Linked DNA regions of Rattus norvegicus: region 2 is linked to region 1. A link is a contact called in public Hi-C data. All regions are on one chromosome and are shown on one strand. Each heading gives the region's core, a stretch centred on a gene start, on an enhancer-like site or on the middle of the called end of the contact. The rest is flanking DNA. Distances are from core to core; before and after follow the strand shown.

Region 1 (7,264 bases), core at 2,092-4,591:
TTTTAAAATCATTATTCCTGGGGTTGAGGATTTAGCTCAGTGGTAGAGCGCTTGCCTAGGAAGCACAAGGCCCTGGGTTCGGTCCCCAGCTCCGAAAAAAAAAAAAAAAGAACCAAAAAAAAAATCATTACCTTAAGCAATATAGTACAATAACCATTTATACCCAGCATGGTGGCACATGCCTTTAATCCCATCACTTAGGGAGAAGCAGGTAGATCTCTTTGAGTTTCAGGTCAGCAGGGTTACATAGTAAGATAGTGTCTCAAAACCAAACCAAATCAAACCAACCAAACAAAATAACTGTTTACATGGTACACACATTGTATTAGTCATGGCAAGGAATCTTGGGAGGGTTTCAAGTATTAAGAAGTGTGTGTACACTGTATGCCACTCTAAGTTTCTTTCAATTTTGTTCTTCTTTGAAACAGGGTCTGCCTATGTTGTCCAGGTCAGCACTGAACTCATGTACTCAAGCAATCCTCTTGCCTCAGCCCTGAATTGTGGAGACTCTAGGCACATGCCACCATGCTTGGCTACCAAATAACTAAGGGGCTTGAATGACCATGGTTTTAGGTGTTGGCAGAGGGACTGGTCCTAGAGCCAATTCCCCACAGATGCTGAGAAACCATCACACTGGGCAATGGACACCAAAATACAGTACCTGCTATTTCCTGCCTCTGATAGCTAATCCCTGACCAGCCTGCACCTTTCAGGCTTCCTGCTACATCAAAAGCTCGATGTCATTGGACATAGTGACCAGAAGACTACGCTGGGTGTTACAGGTACAAGATTTACATAGGCAGGGTTGGGGTCTGGGTGGATTTTAGTCTGTAAGCAGCAGCTCCAGACTCTGGGCTTTCTGGTCATTTGGCCACTGAGAAAATGATGCCTGCATTTTACTTGTCTAGAGCACATGTACACAGAGCACAAGATCTACAGTCTCTCCTCGAAACAGAAGAATCAAAGAGGAGCGGTGATCAGGGGAGGTGTAGGAATGCCAAAGTACCAGAGGATGGTAACTGTTCTGCTCCCAAAGGCAGTTAAACTTGGTAGGAGAGAGAAGAGGACATGACAGCTGGGGTTGCCCTTCCCATGCCTCCCTCAACCTCTCCCAGCCAGTAAACAGGAAGCCAGGCTTGGGTGCCTGCCAGAACCCCGACTTGGGCAGGAAGCTGAGGAAACAAATGTGGAAGACTATCCTCAGTACAGAAGAAGGCTCCTGAGAAAGTCCTAGGCAGGAGAAGAAAACCCAGCTCCTGTGCAGAACTTTCTCAGGAAAGCAGCAGCCTGAGCTGCTTGCACACCTCAGGCATGGCCTGTGGGTCAGGCATGGCCCTAGCAGGATTCACAGAGATGTCTCGGTGAGAAGAGAACCAAGTCGGGAGCCTCCCCTCAGGGAAGCCTAGATCACCCAGGAAGCAGAATGGAGTCCATGAGGTCTGAAGACCTGTTAGAGCCATCTTGGGTTGATGCAGAAGGAAATGATGGTGTGGCATAAGGATGGTGTGGGGAAAGTAGATGCCAAGGAGAGACGGCCTGCAACCAGGGCTATTGATGGGCACCAGGAAGCTCCTAATGAAATAATGGCCCGAGGTAATGACCAGCAGGGATGCTGAGGACATTAGGTAAATGTTGAGGAACCTCTGTAATGGGCTGTAATCAGGATAACTACCCCATCAATCAGTCTGCACACCACAGGCCAGCTGTGTGCTGAGGATGATGTACTCAACTATACCTCAGAGGGACCTGGGCTCATGCACAGCACATCTACTAAGCAGTCTTCAGGCATGGACTCTGACTACTGGTTTACAGAAATGTGGGAGAGAAGAATAGGACTAAAAACAGCACAGGGATGCCACTCACAAACCAGAATGTGGGAAACATAACAAAAGACCCTCAAAGAGGTAACTGCAAGAAAAGAAAAGGTAGGAGGGACTACAGATTAAGTAAGTGCCAACAAGGACCACATAAAACCCACGTGGCACAAGCTTGACGCCTGGTTTGGAGCCCTGGAACCTAAGTAAAGACGGAAGGACAGAACTGACCCTACAAAGTTATTCTCTGATCTCAATGTCAAGGGCACGCATACACACACACACACACACACACACACACACACACACACACACACACACACACACATCCCAGATAAAATCTGAAAAAGGAAGGCCAACCAAGTACAATGTATGGACTAACAGCAAGCAAGCTAAGTGAGAGTTTTATGATGTTAAGAGATGTGAAAACATCACAATCTGTTAAAGATAACATTAAAAAGACAGACCCAAGACGATGGTAAACATGAATTAGAATTATCTGTCAGCAAGGGGAATGGATGAATGATGTCAAAGTTGTTTGTGAATATGTAAGGGTTCATTTTACTTCCTAGTAAACATATGCTTGAAAGGTACTGTGACAAAATGTTGGACAGAACTCAAAGCCAGGATAGGCTGCCTCCTTTTCTAGCACACAGACATGGGGAGGGTCTTTTTAAATGCTGTCTGACCACTGACCTTTGTAAAGTGAACTAGCAGCACAACAAGCCCTGCCCTCTATAAACAGTGAGCTCTCCAAGAAGGTCCCATTGTGACAACAGGAATCACTAACATGGGATAGGGGAAAGGACAGGGTCTCTGAGACCCTTCATAGCTCTCTGTGTAACTGCCCTCTCATGGGATCATCCTCTGAGAGGAGAGCTCGTTTGTCTCTAAGCAGCCTTACCACAGCCCCATCACTGAGGTGGGGGCCCTTCTCATTTGATGAAGAGAAGAAACATGTCCCTGCCATCTGCCATCACACAATTCCTCTTCCTCCTCCTCCTCTGCCTACTCTCCCTAACCACTAGCCACACACCATGACTCCTGCTTAGACTTTCTGAAACAAAGCCAGGCCTGGGAGCTGAAAGGCCAGCCAAGAACAGAGAAGGTTCTCTGGAAGCTAGGATCTTCAGGGAACTGTTCTGGGGGTCCTCCTCCTTCAGTGAAGACTCCCCTCATCAACTGTGCAATCTGCATGCTAACAGCTGCTGACTTTCCCACCTAGAGGTAGGCTGCCCAGACAGAATCCCTGTCATAGTTAGCTTCTGTGCTAAGAACATGAACCTGACATGCTAAAGCTGAAAGGCTGTCCAGAATGATATCCCCCCTACCTCCTCCCTCTGAGACCTTGGGTACTTTTCCCATCTCTAGGAGGATGTATGCAAGCCACACAATGCTGGGGGACTCATCAACAGAGTCTGTCTTTGCTTATTAAATATTAAATATCACTATACTATTAATAGCTCTCCCAGTCAGTCCCACAACAGAGCTGCCAATGTGGTTAAAGGTTTTGCCACCAATGGGAGCAGGGCTCCACTGGTCCTCCCATGTGCCCATTTCTGAAAACTTACCGGGTGTTGCAAAGGGAGAGGATGGAGAAAGGCCAGTTTGGAAGGGCCTCAGTGGGGAGTCCCTGACTAGCCAAAGAGCAAGAAACAGTGGCTGTCAGAGCCCCAGGGCCTCTCATCCTGTGGTTTCTCGAAAGCACCCCGCCCCACTGCTCTCATTCATACCACCCTTTCTTGGGTTTCTACCACACGTCCCAGCTTATCGCTGTGATTTTGGTTGTGTGCTTGATTTGTTTAGGATCTGTTTCTCCCACTGGCTTGCCATGTTTGCATTCTTGATTATTCTATTCCCTACTTCTGGTGTAGTGTCTTACATACAGCAGATGTTCAAAATGTTTCTTTGAATAATGAATGAATTCTTCAATCCATGTATCCCCCTGAAACTCCCACAATTCTTCAATATGTATGTTTCTGCTCCCTGGCTCCCACCTACTCATTCCTCAGAATCCCCCAACTCCTGTCTACTCTTACTCATCCTCAAATGAGCCAGCTGTCTTCTGTGACTCCATTTCATAAGACCGAATCTCTTCTTTTCCGAACAGTCAGGGCCTGGGTTAGTAGGTGCTTCCTACCAGGGAGATAGAGGAGAAGCTGAAGGACAAGGCTCACGGGACAGCTTACTGAAGTGGACACCCTGACCCAAGAATGTTATATACCAAGTTAGATACCAGACTGGAGAGAGGTTAGAGCCTTGAGACTGGTCAACAGTTCATAACAATAGCCAGGGAAGGCTCTTTGGAGAAGCAGAGTTGTCCTGGTTTTAAAGAATGGATAAGAGTGTGCTGACTGAGTGGTCAGAGACGGGAGAGAATTCTTCACAGGAGAATAATCTCCAGGCACCAATAGGGGACAGGGGGTAGAAGGGGTGGCTGGTCTGCAGGAAAGCTGGCATGGATGGTACAATGAACAGCTTTGAGGGATGAAGTTGGTCTCAAGAGACCCATGAAGCCTGATGTAGAAAACTGAACTAGGTCTAAGGTTGTAAAGGGAATACCCTGGGCCGGAGAGCAGGACATTAGTTCTGCCCTGGCTAATGTCCCTGGGTAACAGTCAAGCTAATTCTGTCTTCAGACTCTGCATACAGGTATACAAATGAGCAACAAGAACTCTCCCAAAGTACTTCGCAAGGTGGGTCAAGTGCTTGGGAAATCTATTTCTTCTCTCTTAAAAAGGAATCTAGATAGGCTTAAGACTTTATACACCTTCACACTTTACACAAAAGTCATATACAAGAGTGAAAGATGGCATGCTTACATCTTGTCAGAAGAAAGGAAGAAAGGCCAAGAACAGATGGTGTCTGGAGGACCAGCCTAGAAATAGAGAGATGGGCAAAAGCTCATCACAGAAAGCAAGTGCTGCTCATAGTGTGGACCATGACTGCTTCAGTCAGCCACGATTCTGCTCCAGCACAATTCCTGGTGCCTATTTTAGGAAGAGCATGGCATTTTCTGAAGAGCAGTGTATTTCCAGGTGTCTGGGCTTCTGGGCAGCTTTAGAGCTGCTACCTCAGGGAGGAGAGTAGTAGGTACCCCTCATGCTCCCATCCAATGGGAAGAGGAGGAATAGGTACCCCTCATGCTCCCACCCAATGGGGAGAGGAGGAATAGGTACCCCTTCATGCTCCCACCCAATGGGAAGAGGAGGAGTAGGCACCCCTTCATGCTCCCACCCAATGATTCTTCGTCTTCCCTGTGAAGTTACAGGTAGTTTGAAGTCTATCCTTCCCTCCTTCCCTGATCTAGTTAGTCCTTGAGGACTCAGAAGCCTTGGCCATGTGCTCTGCTCTCTGAGAATGTCCGAAGGCTGAACAGCTGCAGTTTTCCAACCATTCTCACAGGAGATGACTTCGATTCTTTTCGTCGCTCTCTTGAATGATGACAGCAAAGGCAGGGTTTCGGACCATGCTGACCAGTGCAGAACGGGATAGAATAGGATCACCACCTCCTCAGATCTGAACTGCATACTGACACTCCACATCAATGAAACCCAATACTGTGTTAGCTTTCCTAGTGATTACCTCATATAGCAGGCATATTAAACTCCCTGCCCACTGAGGCACTAGCTCTCTTCGGAGGTCCACCTCACCTACCTAATCTCACAGCCTCACATAGATTCCTATTTAAATTGTACCCTGGTGAATTCAGACAACTAGCTTTCTGAGAATAATGGCTATATTACATACAGCCATCCATGTTGGCACATGCCCATAATCTAACACTTAGGAGGAGGCTGAGGCAGGTGAATTATGAGTTTGAGGTCAGCCTGGGCTATAGAATGAGTTCCAGGCCATTGTGGGCTACACAGTGAGAACCTGTCTACACAGTGAGAGCCTGTCTCAAAAAACCAAAATGACAACAGAAAGATTTACATCATATATATATATGATGTCCTTGGTTAGTGTGACACTGATATCTCACAGCCCCTGTGGCTCCTTACCTGACTGTCAGTCAGCCTGGCTTACAATGCACTTCCAGCTTTTCCTCTTGATTTTACACTGCTAACAAAAGGGCTACATATTTCAAACATGCCCCAAGTTCAACATAACGAATGACAGAGCTACTGAATATGATCATGAAACACAGTGGCAGTCACAGTAATGTGGGCTGCTCAGATCCCAAGGACATGTCTGAGTGGAGAAAAATTTGAAAGTATCCATTTGCACCAGCTAGGACAGCTGGGGGGGGAATACTTCAGAGAAATTACAGCAGGAAAAACAGGGTCCCTTTAGCTTGGGGTAGAGCAAGCAAGATGCTGAGGGTAGAAGGGTCTTGCTTTCATTGTAAGCACAGCCAGGCACTCTGTGATATTTACAAGAGCTCTGCCTCATCCCCCCTTTTACCTGTTCAGTAGAGTGAAGGATCCACCTTCTCACCTAACCCACCGATTGCCAAAGGACCGTTAACTTTGTATTTGTTCATTCCCCAAGACCCAGTGCTGAGGCTCTGCCTAGGAAGCCTGGGGTAGGAATGGGCAGTTTTCAGCTCTTAAGTAGCTAGGTCAGAAGACTGCAGCCCTCAGTGAGATGGAGCCTCCCTTTCCTGTGTTGTCTGCTCAGGATAATGATGGTGATTAAGGGATGCTAGGGCAGAGTCCCAAAAGGGCCATTCCTCCCACTGAAGACCGAGGCAGACACGGAAAGCCGATCACGTCACCTTTCTCATGGTACTAGGAGGATCCTTTCTCAGAATCAACCTTTGAAACACAATGCCCCAGTCAGCCACTACAGTTCAACGGGCATTGGCACTTATTTTTATGTGCACTGGTGTTTTGCCTGCATGTATCTCTGTGTGAGGGCGTCAGATCTTGGAGTTACAGACGGTTGTGAGCTGCCATGTGGTTGCTGGGAATTGAACCCAGGACCCCTGGAAGAGCAGCCAGTGCTCTTAACTACTGAGCCATCTCTCCAGTTCCAAGGGTCAGTTCTTACTTATCACCCATACTTTGTGTCACTTACACCCAAGAGGGTGTAAAGTGGTTATGAAGGGACATCCTTTGAGCTCTCACAAATAGCTGGGGCATTTAATGAGGCTTCAGATGAGGTTCTGGCACATGTCCTACACTGGGAATCTAGTTCTTGTTTTGAATCCTAATGGCATTCTTCCTGACAAGATATTTGGATTATAATCTTTATTTTCCATGCTGCCTGGCCAAACATAAAAGTAAAAGCATTGCCCATGGCCAAAAGAGAAACAGCTACAGCACAGGCAGCTGAGACAGAATGAAAAGAAAATGTTAAAATGGCCAAAGCACACAGAATATAAATTATATCTCAATAAATTTATACAAATGAACAAAACTGAACATAATCAAAGTAATTATTTTTTTCAGATCACCAGAAGAACAAGCATGTGTATGTATGTGTTTCTCTATCTAAGATCGTGA
Region 2 (7,264 bases), core at 1,921-4,420, 140 kb after region 1:
TCTCCAGTCTGAGCAGAGGAGAGTAGAGAGGGTGCAATTAGATACAGTCTCTTCTCTCTCAGAATCACTAATGCACCTGGGAACTTTCCTGGAGCCCCAGCCCTGAGGATGAGTGGGCTGAGGGGAGGAAGATGTCTTAGGACTTGAGCCTTATACCCACCTCCCCGACACCCTGATTCTTCCTACCACAGAAGAGGTGCCCACAACTATTTAAGGAATATTTCATGGCACATGGAGGAATCTGACGGTTCACTGACCCCTGTACCAACAAACTGCTCAGACATTATGCCAAGAGCCGAGTTGGCTGGTAGGAAGGCTTGACTGCCCAGTGTTTCCACCATCCTGTTCACCAGACCACAGCCTGTGTAACAGACCAGAGGTAACCATAACCAAGTGTGTGCCCCATCTTCACCCTGGACATGTCTCTGTTCTTCACTCTGATTACCCTGTTCGCAGCACCATAACCCAGAGAGCACATGACAAAGCCTGGGTTCCCCTGGCATTGGGAAGATCACAGTCTTAGTGTAGGTCTGACTGAGCCACAGGATGGAAGCCTGAGTTTCGTGTGAACATCAGGATCTGACGTCAGTCTGAGTGTGAACTGTAGGATCAAAGGGTGGGTTTGTTTGGTTCCCTGGCAGTGCTGGAAGTCCGAGAAAGATGGGTGTGTGAACCAAGGTCCTGACATGTGTGCCTGACTGTGGGTCTGAGGGGCTCAGAGGTGGGCTCAGGGGCTGACTGACCCAAACAACTCCTTGCTAAATAAACAGGGTGAGTTCTTGGCTTTTGGGAAGTTCTGGGTGTGAGTTCAGTTTCCCTTTCTAAGTCAGATCCTGGTACGAGTCCAAGGTTAGCCCCTTGAGTCTAACCCCCCAGTTCCCCCATGTGAACCTAAGTGTGAACCAAAGGTCATCACATGACTCCACATGAGTGCTGTTGAATTTGAACATGAGCCCCATTTGTAGAGATGGGGGTCAGGGTGGAACTGGAATGGAAGGCACGGCAGCCTGACAGGGATTGCAGTGTCCTGAGAGAGCCCTTGCATTCACTCCAGAGCCCTGCGTTCTTCCTGAGTGTGAGTTTGAATGTGGGCCTCTAGTCTGAATGTGGCGGGGTCTTCTGGATGGAAGTGTCAACCCCAGAACACGCCATGGTCTTACAGAGTCAAAGTACCAGTTCCTGAGCCCCACAGAGCTTCTGAGGGCCAGTTCTAAGTCTCAACATGAGCTCATGAGCTAAAGTACAAGTGTGAGACCAAAATGAGGGCAGACCTGAAGTGAGAACACCCCCCCCAGAAGGTAAGGGCAAATCTGTGTGTGAATCCCACTCCCCTGGTGTGACTCTGAATGCAAGCCCGGGGAGGGTAACGCACCCCCGCACACCCCCCCCATGCCCCCTGTCCTCCCCCCCCCCCCCCCCCCCCGTCTCTGGAATGAGTTTGAGTGTTCCAGTGTGAATCCGAGTGTGAATTCCAGAGCCACAGGAAGTCTTGAGTGTGAACTTTAAACTCTTTAGTCTTTGGGTAGGCTCAGAGTCCCAACTGGAGTATCAGTTCTGACAGAGTCTGAACCCTTAGCTCCATCTTGATCCCTCCTAGAGCCTCGGAAACCGACAGAAAGGATTTGTGTGGGCTGTCAGAGTGAAGACAGGGACAAAATAGGAGACTCAGAGACTCACTGTTCCCCTCACCTCCCAGATCCAAGCTAGCCCTGCATTCCCATGAATAGCCAATTGGGCAAGCCCCACCGTTAGACACACAAAAATACACCCTATGTTTCTGACTCCAGGACACACAATAGTTGACTAAGGCACAAACACTCTGTATTCTCAACTCTTACCACCTCAGGGGATGTAGCACACAAATACATCCTGTGACACAGACACAAATATATCACAGGCAAAACAACTTGTGTTAAAGAAACACAGCATATAGACACATGCCCAGTGTTGCCGGCAAGATAAGGTGCTAGACTCGCGTGCGTGCGTACACACACACACACACACACACACACACACACACACACACACACGCGGGGGGGTGAGGGGGATGAATTCTCAAACAGAGAGACTAGACAGAAAGAAAGAAAATCCTGAATTTTCAACAAGGCGTGAAATAGTCCTGCCCGCCTGAAGCTACTGGAGGGGGGAGGGGGCCCAGGGAGCCAGCGAGCTAGACGCTGGAGAAGCTAGGCACAGGAGAGGAGTCGAGGAGAGCTGTCCGTCTGGTGACCTCCTCGCGGCCCAGCCCCCCACGCACGGGGAGATACACTACTCTGTACAACCTGGGGACACCCAGAAGCACCGGAGAAGGCACACATGGGCAGACTCACAAAAGAGACACTTGGGGATATGCCACAGGCTTGGAAACACACACACCAGAGGAGTTACAAAGAGACACACTGAAGGGGACTCACTGAGTGGACATACATCCAGGAGGACTCACGAGAAAACCACAGGCAGGATCACACACACACACACACACACACACACACACACACACACGCCCCACATGCAGATTCACACGGATACCCAGGCTCTGGCAGAAGCGCAGCCATCCCTTTACACTCCAGAGCACTTTGAAGTCCAGATTTCTCCCCCTCGAGAAAGAAGCAAGCTTTGGGTGCGTGGGGGGTCACTGCGACCCCCTAGCTCTGGAATTTTCCCAGACCCCGCGCATGCTGCTCAAGGGTGGGAAGAACAGGGACACTAGGACCAACCGCCCTGGCCACCTCCCTCCAGCCGCGATCGCCCAGCTTCACCACCACCACCACCACCACAACCACCACCACCACGCCCAACCCCTGGCGCGCCCGGACGTAGGGGGCTGCTGCTTGTGTGCCCCCGCCCCCGAGTTTACGGGCAAAGTTTCTCGTGAACTTTCCTACCTCCCCCGACCGCGGGGCCCACGCGTGTCCCCACACTTTACCCGCACGCACGAGGGCCGCGGATCTGTCCGCCTGAGCGTTCGAGGGTCAAGCCTCGCGCAGACCGACGCGGAACACTCACCGCGCCCTCGGGCCACTCGGGCTCCGCGCCGCGCCCTTCGGCCGCTGCAGGCGGTGAGGGAGGCAGGAGCGCGGAGTGAGCACTGCGGCCGGATCCCACTGCCGAACCCCGCGCCGCGCCGGCTGGAGCCGCCGCCTCCACTGCCGCCGCCGCCGCCCGCTCTGCACCGGCTCCTCTGCTCTCCGCGGCTTTAACCCCCCCATCCTCCTCCCTCCCTCGCGCGCTCCCTCCCTCCTTCCCTCGCCCATGTGACCGCGGGCGCCCGCTCGGCCGCGCGCGCCCTTGCTCCCCTCCCCCTCTCGCCTTGTCTCCCCCGCGCCTCCGCTGCCGCGCACCACGACCCCCCTCCCCGCCACGGCCCCCGCGCGCCTCCGCTTTGGCACGTTCCCGCGCCTGGCACGCGCGGCACACTGGCGGGGGCACGCTTGCCCGCGCAGGCCTGTGAGCCCCCACTCCCACTCGCCCCGCGCTGGCAGGCGCCCTACCCCCCGCTGGCACGCTCGCCCGCACTGGCACGCGTGGCCCCCTCGCATTCGCCCTTTCTCCGGCGCGCCCTCTGGACCGCTATGGACCCCGTGCTTCACGCGCGCTCGGGCCGCGGGTCTTACAAACGCGCGCGCACACCCACACCCACTCCTCCCGCTCTCCTAGGGCGGCCGGGCGCGCACCCACCCCCAAGTGATCGCTCATCACACTCTCAGCTTTGGCCAGGTCTCTCCTGCACACAGTCGTCTGTTCTGCCCCTCTGTTCGCACCGACACTCTGACACACCCGGGACCAACTCTGGGGTCCTTCTAGCTAGCATCCTCTAGAGGAGTACGAGGCAGAGCCCCAAGTCCCCATTAAACCAGCCCGCTCACTTCTCCCCTGTTCCTACCACCTCATCAAAGACACCCCCCTTCTGGTCCCTTGTCCGAGTTAACCGGCTTTATGCTTCCATGACTCCAATGGACCAGGATGGATGCCCAGGCCCTGTCATTACTACGACTCTCTGCCGTCCCCGGGATATCGGGCCTGAAAAGCAGCCTCCAGGAGGGGGATAGAGAAGTTGGGACTTAACTGCCTGGTCGGACGGTTGCAGGGCAGAGCATAACCCTCTGTGAACTGAGCTTGGCTCTGGAGCGCGCGCGCGCGCACACACACACACACACACACACACACACACACACACACACACACCTTGGGGCGGGGTGTTCACTTCACTAGACCTAGGCCCCTGTTCTGTCTGCAATATGGGAGATTAAGATTTGACAACCTGATCAACTCCCGAGGCCACACGAAAGCGCATTAGAAAGGGGGGTGCTAAAGGCAGAAACCAGAGGTCCACCCCCTTGAATTTTTCGACTGGCCTTTGACCCATAATCCCTGGGCCTTGCGCCTCCAGGGAACTGTTCCACGGCTGAGGGCTAGGGGAGGGAAATACCTCGCTGTTTCTTCACACCCTTCCCCAGCAGGCTGCCTACAGCGCCCGGGCCCTTTCCCAACAAATGCCTCAGAGACTCTACTGCAGAGGAAAAACCTTCCCGCCACTGCCGGGGCTTTTCGCTTTCACTTCCATGGCTCCACCGTACAACGGTCTGGAGTCAGGCTGGATTGAAGCTCAGAGTGGGTGGGCCAGGGTTTAAGGACCCAGCTCAGGTCAGAGCATAACCACCCACACAGTAGACGCTCTCTTACTAGCTTCTCTGGACCCACCTAAGGTCCCCAGGATATAGACACTAACAAGTGAGCTGAGGGAAGGAGTACAAAAAGTGCAAAGAAATACGAAGCGAGGTGATGGACACACACACAAGAACTGTCTTTCTGTGCTGATGGTAGGCCTGGACCAGGTCAGGTTCTGGAGATGTGATGCTAATGAAACTACGTGCTCACACCAGGCTGGGGACAGGGCGGACAAACGAACACGGAGATCTTCAAATTCTGAGTGGGTCGACTTAACTTTTCAGATGCTCCTTCTGCAGGTTGAGGGTTGAGGGCAGACAGGAATTACACCCCGACGAACGACACCAGGGCACAGGGAGGCTACCGTCATCACTGCCGCAGCCACCTGATGCAGGCGCATTGTTCGCACCAGACGTCACAAGTCCAGGAATACGACTCAGTGTTGGGGACCATGAGGAGGGACGCACGTCGAACTCAGGGTTGTGGTGAGGGGTGTGTGTCGGACCGCAGCTCCTGGAGCGGAACCACCAAACGCGTTCGTTTCCCCGGGGCCACAGCGACACCTGGCGGGAAGAGCTGGATATGTTTTCTTGGGCTGAGACTCCGGCTCGGCGCTGAGGCCTTGAGGACCTACGGAACAGGGGGGATATCTATCCCCTTTCCATCCTGTGGTCACCTAGCTCAGTGCCTAGGTTTTTCCTACTGATCTGGGCCAACAGCGTACTGGTGGCTTTTCATTCCTGCCATTTCGGATGCCCTATCTACTCAGTAGTCTGTGCTTCCTCAGTTTTGCTAAAGCCTGAGGGTCTGCACCGCCTATGGATAGAACAAGGCTTCTTAGGCCTTCACCTTTGGCCGCACCCCCTTTCCAGCTCCCCTGGTAAGAGAGCAGGCTACTCCATACTTGTGCCAGCCCCTTCTATTACCGTGGTAAGATAGACCTCACTTATGGACACCACTCAAACTGTGTCTCAGTCGAACCTGTTTTCACCATGTGCTTCACCTGTGACAATATGGAAGTCAATACCCCCCAGACTGGAAACCCCACAATAATAGAGATCCCAGTATTAGTAAATCTGAGAGGCCTTGGGGCACTGGAGACGTTTTCCTGGACTTCAGGTGTCTTTGCTCATTTGCATTTGCGATGGTCGATATGGAACCCACTCGGGAAGTTCCAGGCAAGCGCTCTACCACTGAGCAAAGACGTATCACTAACTGTCCTGGGGTTTTATGGAGCACTGTAGCCAGGATTTCACTGTCCTGGCAGGGTGAACTAAACTGACACGCACCCACCCACCCCCAGAGTTAACTGTGCCATTCCGTGCCTGTAGGCTGCAATGACTCTTTCCCAGTTGTACTGATCTGTCCCCAGGAAGGAAGGCTACCTGTGTGGTCTCACCTTTCCAAATGCTCCTACAGAAAAGTCCCATTTCTAAGCAGAAGGTTCCAGGGCGAGGCAACCTCCTAGCTAATAGTTACACTCTCCCGCAGGCTGCCTTAGCAGCACCAAACACGGGGTCACATAAAGTCACACACCCTGTCTCACTGAATAAAGTGCTTATGTTCAGCCTCACTATGGTACATGAGGAGTCACGGGACCCTTGCTTAAGCCAGAAGCCTGCGCTCCGGGAAGAACGGAACCGAAGCTCTGATTCGCACATCTCTAGCACACACACAAGGCACGGCCATAGTGCAACGTGTGTCACACAGGCGCGCACACACACACAGTCACACACGCTCTCAATCACACTGGGGTTGGCGGGTCGGGGCGGGCTCTGGAAGGCAGTTACGTAAACGCCCTCGCAGCCCCCCCTCATTCCCCCCTTACCCCCCCTGCTTCCTCGCACAGTGCCAGCGCCCGGGGCGGCTTGGCCGGGGCCCGGGAACAGCTCGGCCTCGCGGAGGCTCCAGGCGCCGAGAAACCCGATCCCGACACAGCCCGGGGCCGAGCCAGGGAGGGGGGCCCAGAGCCCCCCCCAAGTCAGGGACCAGCCCAGCCACCCCCAAAGGCGACTTACCCCCCCCACACACACACACACCCTGAAACAGCTCCAGCACCATCTCGGGACAGCACCTGGGGCACATTCACAACAACCCCCTCCTTCTGGAATTCTATGGTGGAGACCACTGCCTCTGTGCCCTGACCCTCCCAATCCCTAGTACCAGAAAAGGGCAGGCATTCTCTGAAGGTGGAGGATTAGGGAGAGGTACAGTCTCACTAGGGGGCTAAGCATTCAAACTGAAATCCACCAGATTCACGCCCCACTGGGGCCCTTAAGTCCTCACTGATGAAGGGGCTTCCACTACCGCCCCAGGCTCACAACAGATTTTTTTTTTCCTACCAGATTACCAATTCCAACATATCCTATCAAAATTCCAAGGTATTCAACAGGCCAAGGCCTCCTCCCCTCCCATCAGGAAGTTCTAACTCTAGTCTAATCGCAATCCCTCCTGCTTTGTTAAGAAGGAATTCTGAGGGCAGGTGAAAGTCTTGGGAATCAAATCCCTGGAAGGAGGAAGGATGAAGGCCCCTGAACCCCCTGAAAGTCAGAAATCCGAATGGAGGGCACAGACGTCTCCTCATTAGAACCCTTAC

The links. Hi-C and Micro-C count contacts between places; a contact is called where the count stands out from the background.
Region 2: a contact with region 1 is called in a Hi-C map of kidney, with 2.6 times the contacts expected there. The contact joins the promoter of Cntfr here to the enhancer-like site in region 1. A contact is called at or near these places in 10 of 12 Hi-C or Micro-C datasets (the Rat2 cell line, Schwann cells, frontal cortex and 5 more) and 1 of 1 datasets of contacts at active chromatin or transcription factors (oligodendrocytes).

The regions. Positions count from the first base shown.
Region 1 is chr5:61,509,615-61,516,878 of GRCr8, forward strand. All of the region lies in intron 1 of Fam219a (family with sequence similarity 219, member A), which reads right to left. Among named protein-coding and RNA genes, the nearest start is that of Fam219a, 13 kb to the right of the region's middle. Within about 2 kb of position 3,342, at least 15 of the 93 cell types and tissues checked have an H3K27ac peak or open chromatin away from gene starts, as enhancers often do.
Region 2 is chr5:61,653,748-61,661,011 of GRCr8, forward strand. Cntfr (ciliary neurotrophic factor receptor) reads right to left here and starts at 3,171. Exons shown (of 10, transcript NM_001003929.2): 1 at 3,007-3,171.